2 separate regions of the Mus musculus genome follow, and region 2 is linked to region 1. The links are chromatin contacts, called in public promoter capture Hi-C maps. All regions are on one chromosome and are shown on one strand. Each heading gives the region's core, a stretch centred on a gene start, on an enhancer-like site or on the middle of the called end of the contact. The rest is flanking DNA. Distances are from core to core; before and after follow the strand shown. Region 1 overlaps Dlc1 (deleted in liver cancer 1). Region 2 overlaps Dlc1 (deleted in liver cancer 1).

Region 1 (6,934 bases), core at 1,312-3,811:
AAGGAAGGATTCTGGAAGACAATGTAGAAAGACAGATAATACGAGATAGGTAGATAGGTAGGTAGTAGGTGATAGGTAGATAAACAATAGATAAATGATATACAGATGATAGATAAATAGATAGGTAGGTAGATAGATAGATAGATAGATAGATAGATAGATAGATAGATAGATAGATATCAAATGCCACAGTATCATTTGCCCACATAATTCAAAGTAAGTAAATTTACTTATAAAATTATTATCTTTGCTCTTAATTAAATTTGTATTATTTAAGAATGCCTATTCAAGATAAGAGTGAAAAACTAAAAAGCTCAGCCTTGCTTAACTGCTTGCTAGGCCCATTAGATGATATAATGTAACTACACAGAGCCGACTCATCAGCTTTGTTAAGTGAATTAAATACCACACAATAGGGGCTGGGCGTGTAGCTCAGCTGTACCTAGGATATATACAGCTGGGGTCTGATCCACAGCACCGCCTGAAGCCTGGCATGGTGGCTCATGCCTGTCATCTCATTACTTGGAACATGAGGGCTGGAAAGTAAGGAATCCAAAGACATCCTTTGCTACATACTGAGTTCAAGGACAGCCTGAGCTACACGAGCTCCAGTCTTAATAAATAAGTACACATTTGCATAATGAAACAAAATATATGCTATTATGTCAATTTTGTGTGCCTGGGAGCCTGGCATGTATAATATATATCAGTTATCTTATGTTCCTGAGTTATCAAGCTTCACTTTTTCCATTTACATATTCCATATTTTCTTAACTCTTCACAATGAACCTTTTAACCTGTATTAAATCACAGAGATAAAATACCACTTGCTTCTAAAATAACATAGCCCATCCCCAGCATTTAAAGAATTGTGTGTGACAAGCTAAAAAAGGATTATAATCAGAGCACGCTAATAGAATAGACCATCCAAGCCTACAGTTAACTTGGTTAATTCAGTGGGAGAGGCAGCCTAGTTGCTCACATGGAGTTAAAAAAAAAATTGCAATTTTTGTTTGCCGTGTTCTTGATTTTTGTGTTGCCAGAGGCCACATGAAAGAACCACATTCATCTTGGCAGAGATCAAGTGAAATTGGGGTGCGGCCGAGGCGTGCGCCTGAGTGTCACTGTTGGGTTCTCATCTCTGCCATTTCTAGCAGTGAGGCCTTAGGCTAAGCCCCAACTGAGCCTTCGGATAAACTAGACTTTCAAATAAATTCTACTGTAAATATGCTAAGTATCCCGGGAAAGCCTACTCATTGAAGTATTAGATCCACATCAAGAACTCAGTGCGCCCAGACTTTCCGCAGAGTGAGCATCCCGTGATTCCATTCAAGGGCGTGGGGCAATGGGAGCCCAAGTTCAGGGGCCATCTTACTCAAGGCGGTGAGACTGTGCTCCACCCCCTACCCCCCTTTGTTTCACTTGAAAAGAAGGCAAAGATACAGCTCACCTGTAGGGTATTGGTCAGGCTTATCCAGGCTCAATCTCTACTATCTCGGTGAGAAAAAAAGAAGAGAATAAGAAGATAGAAAAAGAAAGAATTCCACTGATCTCTGCAAGTTTGTCTGTCCCTACTTCACCCCCCAAGAAACTTCTCCAGATCCCCTCTTGACGCTCACCTTTATTTTACATTACCTTTGTCTGGCTTTAATAAAAACATGTTTGGATGACAGATGTCACATCCTAGGCTGATTCATACTTTGGTTTAAATGGCTACCCAAAAAGAGAATATTTCTATCATTTGTACAAGAACAGAGTCTCTCTGTACCCCTCATAATGTAAAGATGTTTCCAGAAGAATAAATTGGCCTTCCCCCCTATTCTGAATGTGAATTGTCTAAAAGTTATAATAACGGATCTAGCTGAACAGGGCAGCTACTTGTGGTAAATCTTTAAAAGTATAAACCTTTTAGCGCTTTTGTTTTGAAAGCATCTTAAAAAGTGAAATATCAGTTAGGGGAAGGAATCAGGAAGATCCCAAATTGGGGGTCACTAGAGCTAAAAAATAAATAAATAAATAAATAAATATTTCAGGACATCCATTGGGTTTCCAATTGAATTATGCCCCTTTAATTGAAAACCGCTAACATTATTTTCAATATTTTCCCTTTGTCATATTTCCTTTGAGCATTACAAATCAAAATTATTCTCCAGTCATTTCACAATGTTCCATTGAGCACAAATTGCATTACAACATTTTCCAAGCACAGAGGAGACCGCTGGTCCTAAGGGAGGCAAAGAAATTTCCAGAGATTATTTGGCTTCTATCACTAGACCAGAGGTTTAAACTAATTGCCCCAGGGATAAATGAAGCCCAAAGTTGAAATTGTTGTGGATAGCTTCAGATTTTTATTTTTATTTTTAAAATTCGTTTCTAGCATCTAAATGGTGGAAGCCTTGGCACTAACATACATAAACGGGAAAGGTGGTGTAGCTCAGCGGTGGAGAGCTTTCCTGGCATGCAGAAGCGGTTGGTTTGATTATCAGCATAGCAAAGAAGGCAAAGGAAAGGGAGACTGTGGGGAGGACAGAGCTTTTGACATTTTACCCAGTGCACTGGGGTTGTTCTGATAGCACATGCCAAACAGCGAGTACTGGACCAGCAGCCTTCTTCTCTCTGCCCTCCCCCTGCCCTCTCTTCTCTTAAGAATTATTTTGGCCAGGATTTAATGATGCATGTTATTAAAATACGGGGGAGGGGAGATATGTGGCAGTGTCCTCTGCAAACAGAGGCGTTAGACCTCCAGGAGGTGGGTTTACAGGTAGTTATGACCTGCCCTGCGTGGGTGCTAGGAACTCAGTTCAGGCTTTCTGTAAGAGCAGTGTGTGCTCTTAAAGGGCAAGATGTCTGTCTAGCTCCTGGCAGCTCTCCTCTCAGAGGGGCTCTGGGCAGCCCAGCTTGCACTGTCTCACTGAGGATTCCCTCAGTGGCTAGCATCACACAGGTGAGCCTTTCAGGTTGTGTTCCGTTTCTATCATGCAGTGGTGGGATGAAACCCAAGGGATGTCCTTGGACAACGTCAGTAATAGCTAAGTTCAATCATTAAGATAGAGCAGGAACCCATTATCATAGAGAATAGCTCTTCTAGTCTGCTACGCATTAGAGGAGCTAGCTATGAGGTTTTTTTTTCCTTAGTAATCCCACAGTCCTTAGGAAACAACCCTATATAGAGATTGCTGGATGCTGCTGTGGGTAGTCTCTGAGTAGATGATACTTGCCTCAGAGGTGAACGGCACAGGCCGTTATAAAGAGTCTTAATATTTTAAACCTTTGTAACTAGGAATTGATAATTTAATGACAACAACCTACCTCTACAAATACCTAATCTAATCTGTGGAGGAATCTTTTTTCTTTGTGTATGTGATGTATGTGTACATATGAGTTTGTGTGTACACCCACTGTCCGGAGGTCAGGGGTCAGTGGCAAGTGTCTTCCTCAGTTATTATCTCCCTTCCTGGGACCAGAACTCACTGATCTAGTTAGACTGGTTACATAACCAGCAAGCTCCAGTCTCTCCATGCTGTGGTTACTAAAACACTCCCCTTTTCTGGCTTTTGATCTGGATGCTGGGATCCTAAGCAGGTCTTCATATTTGCACAGAGTGACTTGGCCCTTTGAGCCATCTCCCCAGCTCTTGCAGGGGATATCTATTCTTAACGTATGAAAAACGCTTTCCGTGACCATGGAAAATGCTCCCCGCTGCACAGCGAAGCCTGCCTCTCAAGAGTCCAGTGCTTAAGATCAAATCTCAGTTCATGCGGCTCAGCAGACGAATGCAGTTTAAGGTCAGCTGCCCTAGACAGACAAATGAAGCCCGTGGTGAGGAGTGGAATGCTAAGTGAGCAGAAGCGGACTCTGAGCTGGCTTGGGGATCCTCCTTCATCCCCAAATGGCATTGTCTGTCCATACTCTTGATGGCTTCGCCAGCCCTCCCTTCCCCCAGCTAGCCAGGGCTCCTCTTGTACAAAAAGGTTACAGTTGAGGCTTTGTTCTGCTTTGCCTTCATTTCCTTCTGAACATTTGAGATAGGACTTTCTTGTTCAGATTTGACCTGCCATTTGATAAGACAGTGGGCTACCAATTCTACAGTTTCTGGTCCAGGGACTCAGATCGCCACTGATGGATAATGTTCAGGGCCAGGTGGCTTAGGCCCATGATCTCAGTTACCTGAGAGGCCCAGGCAGGAGAATCAGAAGCTTAAAGTCTGTTGAGGCTACCAAGTGAGTTCAAGGCCAGCCTAGGCAACTTATGGAGAAGGTTATAAAATACTGGAGAATCTATGAAGTAATTCAGTAGGTAAAGGCACTTGTCAACGCAACACAAGCTACAGTCATCCGAGAAACCACCTCCATCCGATTGGCTAGCCTGTGTGCATTCTTTTGACTGGTGATTGATACAGGAGGGCCCAAACCACTGTGGGCAGTGCCACTACCGGGCAGGTATCTTTGGACTATGTAATAAGGCAGGCTGAGCAAGCCATGGGCAAGCAAGGACACACCATTCGTCCATGGCCTCCACTTTAGTTCCTGCTTCTGTGTTCCTGCCTGTATTTCCTTTCTTGATGGACTGTAAGCTGCAAGGTGAAATAACACTTTCTTCCCCTTAGTTGGTTTTGTGTTTCTATCACAGCAACAGCGATACAAACCGAGACACCAGGCAGGCCTGATGACTTGAATTTGATCCTTCAAATTCATGTAAAAGTGGAGAGAATAAACATAAAATTGGCCTCAGACCTCCACACACACCGTAGCATGTGTGTGTGTCTGTATGCACATCACACACAACAACAACAATAACAATAATAGCAGCAGTAGTAATAGTAATAATAATAATTTTTAAATTGAAAGTAGGTGCTGGGGATAGGGGTGTAGCTCAGTGGAAGGGCATATGACTAGCTCTATCCTAAATTCTATGCCTAATCATGCAAAGAGAAAGTATTAGGAGGAAAAATAAATGTGTCTATACTGAACATAGACAAATCTACATAGTGCTTACAATGTATTTCATACTCTAAGAGTTATCAATACGATAATAATTATTTAAAAAGTATCTGGGAGAGTGTGCATAAGCTATATGCAAATTATATGCGACTTAGAATGAGGCCCTAGTGCATTCAGAGATGTGAGTACCAGGTGGGGATGCTAATTGTGGATGAGTCCACAGTTCCTCCAGCATCCACACTTCAGGCGGCAACTTCATCTTCTTGGGCTATCAAGGTCTTCACTTCCTGGGCCCTCAACAGTCCCTCATTTCCATTCACCCCCTTGCTTCCCAGTCTGTAGTCTCCTGGCAGGCAGGGGCCACATGCACCCTGCACTGCCTTTGGGTCTCCAGCATTTGCCTGCAGGTAAATACCCTGGCAACACCGATCTGCCTCAATGAGGCTGAATGTACCCTCCAAACTAAGGAATTCCAGTGTGGTAAGTTGGGGTACCATTGTTGTAAGAGGGGAGAGGCTTGTCTGTAAGCTAGCACATGACTATGAAATCAATCCATTTTCAAATCTAAGGGAATCTACTTTTCTATTTGTGTTTAGCCTGACGTAAGAATAAACTCAGCCCCAATTCTCCTGTTGCCTGTTGTAGTCTCTCAACAGACTACATGTTTTCCACCTATTTCTTTTGCTTATTGCAAAAGCTTCCCTGGGAAGAAGCCAACTCCAGGACAGGGCTATGGGTCCCTTTTGCTGGCTGTTGTATGCTCCAGAGGAGAAACCATTTTGCCCATAGTAAACACTCTCGGTGCTGAATGAATGCGTTTCCATCAGTTAAAGTAACACACACAAAAAGCACCAACTTACTCCAAGGTAAATTTTTATGAAAATTGATGTGGACTTTTAAACACCTTCCACTGATTATATTCTGTCCCAAGTTTCAAAAATGGGGCTTCTGATGACATAAGGAGCCGGCAACTAAGCTGCCGGAGAATCATTTGAGCCTGTGGGAAAAAAAAAATGATCAGCATCTGAGATCATAAACCTGCAGGCTAGGGCCAGTTCGTGAGCAATTCTAAGAGCTGTGACCATAGTACAAATACCAGTTAGAAATATACTGGATAGAGCTGCGCACGCGGTATACTGACTCTCCCCACGTGCTGGGGAAAGCTTCCACAGCTGTGTTTAATCCTCACAAACTCTTTACTCTTGCAGGCTTTAGCAAGAAATGGGTGCCCCCAAAGTCCCGATACTTCTTTTCCCTATTTTCTGACCAAGCGATCTATCTTTAACCTCCGCACTCCGCGCAAGTTTTTTTGTGATGCCAACTGGAATGAGAGGCTGCGCGTACACAAAACCACGCAAGAAAAGGCAGAGGGGAAATTGAGCACGAGGCCCGGATCTCTGCACTCAGCTAAAGCCTCCAAGCTTTTGCCTTTACCCCAGAGGCCAGTAGTTGGCGACTTTTAGGCGCTTCCCGCCGCCGCAAAAGTGCAGACCCTGGGAAAACATTCCAGGAAAGGGGGAAGGAGGCGTGGGGCGGGACCTGGGCGAGCTTTGGGCGGGGCCTGGTGTGCGGTGGGTGGAGTCAGAGCACAGCCCGAGGCCGCAACGTGAATCCCGCCCCCGGGGGCGGGCTCAGTAGGAAGGCGCGGCCCCTAGGGCGCGCAGAGAGCAGAGCACTTCAGCGTTTGGGTGGAGGGCGGTGCGCTCCAGCCTGAGCCATGGCTGTGCGTCCTCGCTGTTGGAGCCACGGCTCCCCAGCTCCGTGCCCCGCTCCCTGAGAGCGCTCCCTTCGCGGTGGCAATCTAAAACCCACGATTTTGCCCGAGCTGGGGCGAAGCGTAAGGAAGCTGCGAACCAGGATGTGCTGACGACCGCGAGAGGCTCGCGTCCCGGCTGCCACCGTGGGTCCCGACGTGGGATCCCGATTACTTCTGGCAGCCTCGACGTTCCCAGTGCGCTCCCGCCGCCCTGCGCCGACCTTAATGTGTAGAGACG
Region 2 (7,022 bases), core at 4,391-6,890, 140 kb before region 1:
TTCGCTTGTCTGAGGAGACGGAGTAGCGAAGCACCAACTCCTTCCTCTTCCTTTTCCTCTTCCTCTTAAATGGTGTCACATGGGCATGGAGGAGTGCTCCATTGTGTCACTTCTCAGATATTTCAGTTATGCTGTTATAACTCAGGATTCAGCACAGCATAAGCAGAGGGCATCCCCTGTTTCCTGTTACCTTGCCCAGTCTCCTCCTCTGCAACAGAAAGAAACATAAAATTGACAGCCATACATTCTAATATTTGTGTTTAATATCAAGGAGGCAATGTTTTCTAATTTGATGGACGACATGGTGGTGCATGCCGGAAGTAGAAAGGTGTAGGATAGAGGTTCACAGATTCTGGGCAATTCTGGGCTACTTAGCATAGCAGCCCTATTTATAATCGCCAGAAGCTGGAAAGAAACCAGATGTCCCTCAACAGAGGAATGGATACAGAAAATGTGGTACATTTACACACTGGAGTACTATTCAGCTATTAAAAGCAATGAATTTATGAAATACCTAGGCAAATGGATGTATCTGGAGGATATTATCCTGAGTGAGTAACCCAATCACAAAAGAAGTCACTTGATATGCACTCACGGATAAGTGGATATTAGCCCAGAAACCTAGAATACCCAAGATACAACTTCCAAAACACAAGAAAATCAAGAAGGAAGACCAACGTGTGGATACTTCATTCCTCCCTAGAATAGGGAACAAAACACCCATGGAAAGAGTTGCAGAGACCAAGTTTGGAGCTAAGATGAAAGGTTGGACCATCCAGAGACTGCCCAACCTGGGGGTCCATCCCATAACCAGCCACCAAATGCAGACACTATTGCATATGCCAGCAAGATTTTGCTGAAGGGACCCTGATATAGCTGTCTCCTGTAGGCTTTGCCAGTACCTGGCAAATACAGAAGTGGATGCTCACTGTCATCTATAGGATGGAACACAGGGCCCCCAAGATAGAGAAAGTACCCAAGGAGCTGAAGGGGTCTGCAACCCTATAGGTGGAACAACAATATGAACTAATCAGTACCCCCAGAGCTCATGTCTCTAGCTGCATATGTAGCAGAAGATGGCCTAGTCAGCCATCATTGGGAAGAGAGGCCCCTTGGTCTAGCAAACTTTATATGTACAGGGAAACACCAAAAAGTGGGAGTGAGTGGGTAGGGGAGCAGGGTCGGGGGAGGGTATAGGGGACTTTTGGGATAGCATTTGAAATGTAAATGAAGAAAATATCTAATAAAAAGTGGGGAGAAAAAACACTCAATAGAACAAAAGGAACCTAAACTTCCACAGAATAAGACAGAGACAGTATCCCTTTTTCAGATTCAAGTTGTACTGACTAGATAACTTGCTGAACTGTCTCAAGCCTGTGCTTTTGATAGCAGGAAAATGTGAACAATGTTCTCTGATTGCCTAAGCTTGGATCGTGATGAAAAGGCGTTTGTAATGGGCCAAGAACCAAATAAATAATACTGATTTGTCTCAAAAAAATCTATAAATTTATGAGACATACAAATATATACTAATGATATATATATATGCATATATATGACAGGTGTGGTGGTATACTCCTGTAATTAGCTGAAAAGCTGATGCAGGAGGATAGCTGTGAGTTCAAGGAAAGCCTAGAATACGTAGCAAATTCCAGACCAGTCTGAGGATCACAGAAAGAGATCTTGCTGCAGTAAGTGAATAAAAGGAGTCAGCAAGTGGTCTCAGCCAGTAAACCCATTACCACCAATCCTGACGATCTGAGGTCAATGTTCTGGACACACAAGGTGGAGAGACAGGTTTCTTTTGACTTCCACACATGGAGAAAAACACACACACACATCCATGTAATGTAAATTCAAAACAGAGGAAAGAAGTTGATAGACATAGTTCATAGGTTTTCATAAGATCTTGCTGAAGAATTGAACCAGCTGAAATACATCACCTTGCCCAGTCTCAGGCACATCCCATATCACACACTTGATGATTCCTGTTGAATTCATTCTTATCTACATTAAAACATTTACATGTCTGTGATATATTCCTAAATAAATTTTACTTTATAAATTCCTGGACAAAATGTTTTCTTATGAGGAAATACAATTTTTATTGAATGTACCAATGTAAGAAAGAGATTAAGCATTTAAAAGTTAGTGAGGTCACCTGTCAAGGGAATCCCTTGTATCTGAATAGTCTGTGAATAATGGCATCAGATCATAGGGTCCAAATGAGAATATTATTACTTCGAAAGTTGTGAAAGAGCGTCTGTATCTAACTCTTCTCTTTCTAAGCTTGCCATATGCTGTGGAAAATATCCTGAGTCTATGAATGTGACTCTATTTGCTCCCAGCTCTACAACCCTCTGGTTTTAAGTTCCCACTGAAGAAAAGTGCTACAATAAAGCCAAAGGCTTACTCAGTCTTCCTGGGTAATTGAGTTCTTTAACAGGATTAAAACTTCCTATCCACCCTAAGGGCTGCCTTTTTGCCTTTTTTCTTTCCCTTTTTTTTTCCTTGCTAAATGAAGGCAGCCTATTGTTCCTTACTAAGAAGGTCTATCTTTAACTTGTGTGACCTCTCATCCAAGCCAGCTGAAGCCTACTAGAGTGTGCTTTCTGAGCCTCTAAACAAAATTGCTTGTAGTGCCATGCACCCTCACTCTTGCCTTGGTCGTTCGTGGTGGTGTTAGCCATCCTCTGTTCCCATCAGTGCTGTTGGGCTTTCCCAACATCTCCACTCTTGCTCTTCCTTCTCCTGAGGGCCAACCCTCCAAGGCGAGCACTTGGAACATTATTCTGTGCACCCATCCCATAAGTACTTACTGATTAGCTATGTCTCCTAGGCATCCTATTAGGGTCTCATGAAAATTTAATTATGATAACTGCTTGTAGGAACTCAGACACTTGGAGAATAAATAACATCTGCAAGTTAGCATCCTGCTCTTCCCAACAGAGCATTTCTTTAGCACTTTGTTCAAAACTTCCTAGGAAAAGAATCATACTAAAACTGCTTATAGGAACCTATATCAGAGCGTATGTTCTTAAGACTGAAATAAATATTCTTTGGATCAACCAATTCACTTGTAAAAGAATTAGACTCACACCACACAAGTATCAGCATATTTTGTATTCCTTCATCTATGATATTTTCATTATTTTTATTAGTCACCAAAGGAGTTCACCTAGAGAATGGCCCAGTGGGCACAATGGTTGGTTGTGGGATCATACATTCAAGTCCAACCTGACATACATAGTTAAGGCTTATCTTTAAAAAAAAAAATCAAGAACCCCCCCCCATGCACACAGAGAAAACAAAACAACAGAAAAGAAAAACACAGACGATACCTTGAGCCTCTGGTATCTACTCTAGTACAACTGCTCCCTATCTGTGTAGCCTTCAGCAAGTTATGCAACTTCCTCATTCCTTTCATTTACCAGTGTGAATGAAGAAACCATCATGCTCTTATTGTAAGCAGGGAAGCCTGGTGCAGTGAGTTCGGAAAGCATAGCTTGTTCTTATGACAATCAGTAGTGCACATAACCAACTGCGCACTGGGCCTCAAAAAGATGAACTATGTCGCTGCTGTGCACGTCCTCGGGACACCTCATAACAGCTATCTATGTAGCTTCACAAATCTGAGCTGATTCCGATATGTTATTCTTTGCAGTTGGTCATCTTTTAGCCTCCCTCCAGAAATTATTTTCTCTTTGACACTGAAATCCTCTCTTATGAATATCTATATCTACAATTCAATATCTACAAAAGATTAGTCCTTGATGAGTATATATTTCCACTTTGCTTATTTTCCCATAATCACCCTGTATACTCATTCCGGTACTGTTATTGGATCCTGTCTACCCAGAAACCAGACTCACAGAGTATCCAGCTATTCCTGCCTGCTCTTATGTTGCACGAGGTCCTGTCAGCTCCTCCTCAGCTTGAACTCTCTCTGCCATCCCTCTCACTGGATCCTCTACTTTTCAATGGAATTCTTCAATACTGTCCAGAACTGGTCTCCCTGCTTTTTACAGATTTATTTTAATGATATGTAGATGTGTGTCTGTGTTTTGGGGTATGTGCACATGTCCTCAGAGGCCAGGGTTTGGATCCCCTGGAGCTGGAGTGACAGACACCTTCGAGCTACCCTGCAAACCTCATCAAATTTGAATCTTCTGCAGGAGAGGCATAGCTCTTAACCATTGAGCATCTCCCCAGATCCTTACTGTTTTAGTCAGGGTTTCTATTCCGGACAAAACATCATGACCAAGAAGCAAGTTGGGGAGGAAAGGGTTTATTCGGCTTACACTTCCATGCTGCTGTTCATCACCAAAGGAAGTCAGGACTGGAACTCAAGCAGGGCAGGGAGCAGGAGCTGATGCAGAGGCCATGGAGGGATGTTCTTTACTAGCCTGCCTCTCCTGGCTTACTCAGCCTGCTCTCTTATAGAACCCAAGACTACCAGCCCAGAGATGGCACCACCCACAAGGGGCCTTTCCCCCTTGATCACTAATTGAGAAAATGCCTTACAGTTGGATCTCATGGAGGCATTTCCTCAACTGAAGCTCCTTTCTCTGTGATAACTCCAGCTGTGTCAAGTTGACACAAAAGCCAGTACACTTACTATGGCTTTTATAATATTCTTTAATTAAACTCCATGCAACTGAATCTAAGGCACTTGTTTCCCACTAGGAACTTCATTGTTATATATATATGAAAATTTTATATATATATTTTTTCTCTCTATGCCTTTGGGTGGATGTGTGGATGTGTGGATGGTTGATTGGTTGGTAGATCTAACTAGAGTCACCACATCCAACCAGAGAATGCCTGATAATTTTTTTATCTCTCTCCTTTTGCCTTGATGTGACATATAAATGGTTTTTTGTTTTGGGGGGTCTTGGGGGGGGTTGTTTGTTTGGTTTTGTTTCTGTTTTTTGTTTTTTGTTTGTTTGTTTGTTTGTTTGTTTTTGAGACAGGGTTTCTCTGTATAGCCCTGGCTCTCCTGGAACTCACTTTGTAGACCATGCTGGCCTCGAACTCAGAAATCCGCCTGCCTCTGCCTCCCAAGTGCTGGGATTAAAGGTGTGTGCCACTACTGCATGGCTAAATGTTTTCTTATTTAAATAAATAAATAAATAAATAAATAAATAAATAAATAAATAAATAAAATAGGGATGGTAAATAAGAACTAAGTTAGAAACTGAAAGATGTCCAATTTGGAAAAAAAAAAAGATAAAGGTTGTTTTTCTTCATTACGAATAAAAATATTTACATTAGATCCGGTGGAGGAGAAATATATTTATACCAGTGAGTTTGAATGTTGGTATTACAGAAGCATGAAGTAGCTCAGAAAATAGAAACAACTTAGTGACTAAAATGATCTCTCAGGATGCACGTGAAGAATACTGCAGTTTGTGGTGAAGTGTCTCATGCTAAAATCCAATCTCAAAACACCTTCTGTCAGCTCACACAGTCGTCTGTGCCCGTTGTGGTTAGCCAACATGGCACTATCTGCTAATCTGTTGCAGTTTATTAGATCCGACAGAACTATCACCTCCATAATGAATCATTATGCAGGCAGAGCCAGCCCTCGGTCTCTGCTCCTGGGAACAGGCTGTGTGCTTTCTGCTGCAGTTCCTTATCTTGCCTACTTATCCTCTTTTCCTCCTCCCCAGGCCTGTCTTAGTCAACAATGCTGTCTTTGTGTCCCATGAAACTAGAAAAATCAGCTTCCTTTCGGGTGTTGTGTCCTGTTTAATCAAACCACTATAATCAGAAAAAGACTTCCAGTTCACTAACAGTGATGAGAGTTAACACTCTTCTAAAATTGGTGTTTAACTTTCTCTCTCCTTCCTCCTTTGCCCCTACTTTTCTCCACAGCTGCCAAGTATCTCAACCAAGTAATTGATTAGCAGTAGCAGCAATAGCTGGAGATGTACCCCACACGAATGATCGAAGGGTACCAATGAGGAAAATGACTTAGAATCTAACTTTGGCTGGAGTCCTTGGTTGTGTTTCATAGAATGTTTGTTCTCCTGCCTTGAGGTTATTTGGTGGGCCATGAAAATGCTAGAAATCAAGATAATGAATAATTCAGCCTGAAACTCCTGTGAAAGCTATCTTTCAAAACGATAGAGTGGAGCCGCACTCTCTGCAAACTTAGTGTAGCGAGCAAAGCAGAAAACAAACAAGCAAACAAACACTGCTTTTTGACAAAGGGGCGAGAAGAGAAATCTCAGGTTTCCGTCATTTCGATCCACACTCCTTGTAAACACAGTAGAGAACAAAACCCGGACTGGGTGACATTTGGTATTCATTTCCTTGGCATTTTACTTTGATCAGTAAAAAGGGAAATGGAGATGAAAACATTTTTAAAAGACAACCATTTCCCCCCCCCAAAAAAAACTAAAATAAAAAGACACTTGCCCTTTTCCTGGTCTGATTATTAGAGATAGTTGTTACCAGTTATCAGTGTGAGAATCTGCAAACTAACTTTGATTGGAAGAAAATAAAAGGGCCACCCAATTTCAGAATTCTTTGCAAAACGTCACTGTTTCCTGTCTCCAGCTTAATACCAATAGCATTAGTTTAATTTCTGTCCCCTGTACCAAATAAACTACAAGCATCTTAAAAGACAGAAATTTGTTTTATTCAGCTCTGTATCCTAGTGCCTGGCATTACTCTAAGTGTTTGATGTTTAGTAAATACATGAATATATTGAAAATATATTTAAATCTTCAATTGCTTAAATCTCTGTGATGCTGTCAAAGCCCACTGTATGATCTTCTAGTTCTAAGTGAAGTTCTTCCTAAGACCCTTAGCTGCTTGCCCAGTGTCCATGTGATCTAAAAATTGTCTCTATCTGGCTGGGCTCAGCTCTAGTCAAAGTTCCAAATGCCCTTTCCACTTTCACTCTCAGAAAAGTGACTTAAACTACTTTTATACAAATAGCATATAAATACTCACTTGCAGCATTATTTTTTTTTAAGTTTTATGGTCTCTACTTTCCTGCTTTCTTATGAGGA

The links. Capture Hi-C pulls out chosen DNA fragments and counts their contacts.
Region 2: a contact with region 1 is called in a promoter capture Hi-C map of adipose tissue. The contact joins two enhancer-like sites. A contact is called at or near these places in 8 of 484 Hi-C or Micro-C datasets (the C2C12 cell line, the G1E-ER4 cell line, embryonic fibroblasts and 2 more), 7 of 115 datasets of contacts at active chromatin or transcription factors (VIP interneurons, craniofacial prominence, embryonic fibroblasts and 4 more) and 2 of 9 other capture datasets (adipose tissue and pancreatic islet).

The regions. Positions count from the first base shown.
Region 1 is chr8:36,613,583-36,620,516 of GRCm38.p6, reverse strand. The region is part of intron 5 of Dlc1 (deleted in liver cancer 1); the gene reads left to right. Among named protein-coding and RNA genes, the nearest start is that of Trmt9b, 160 kb to the right of the region's middle. Within about 2 kb of position 2,561, at least 12 of the 459 cell types and tissues checked have an H3K27ac peak or open chromatin away from gene starts, as enhancers often do. A contact at or near this core is called in adipose tissue, where this site is marked.
Region 2 is chr8:36,755,064-36,762,085 of GRCm38.p6, reverse strand. The region is part of intron 5 of Dlc1 (deleted in liver cancer 1); the gene reads left to right. Among named protein-coding and RNA genes, the nearest start is that of Dlc1, 190 kb to the left of the region's middle. Within about 2 kb of position 5,640, at least 26 of the 459 cell types and tissues checked have an H3K27ac peak or open chromatin away from gene starts, as enhancers often do. A contact at or near this core is called in adipose tissue, where this site is marked.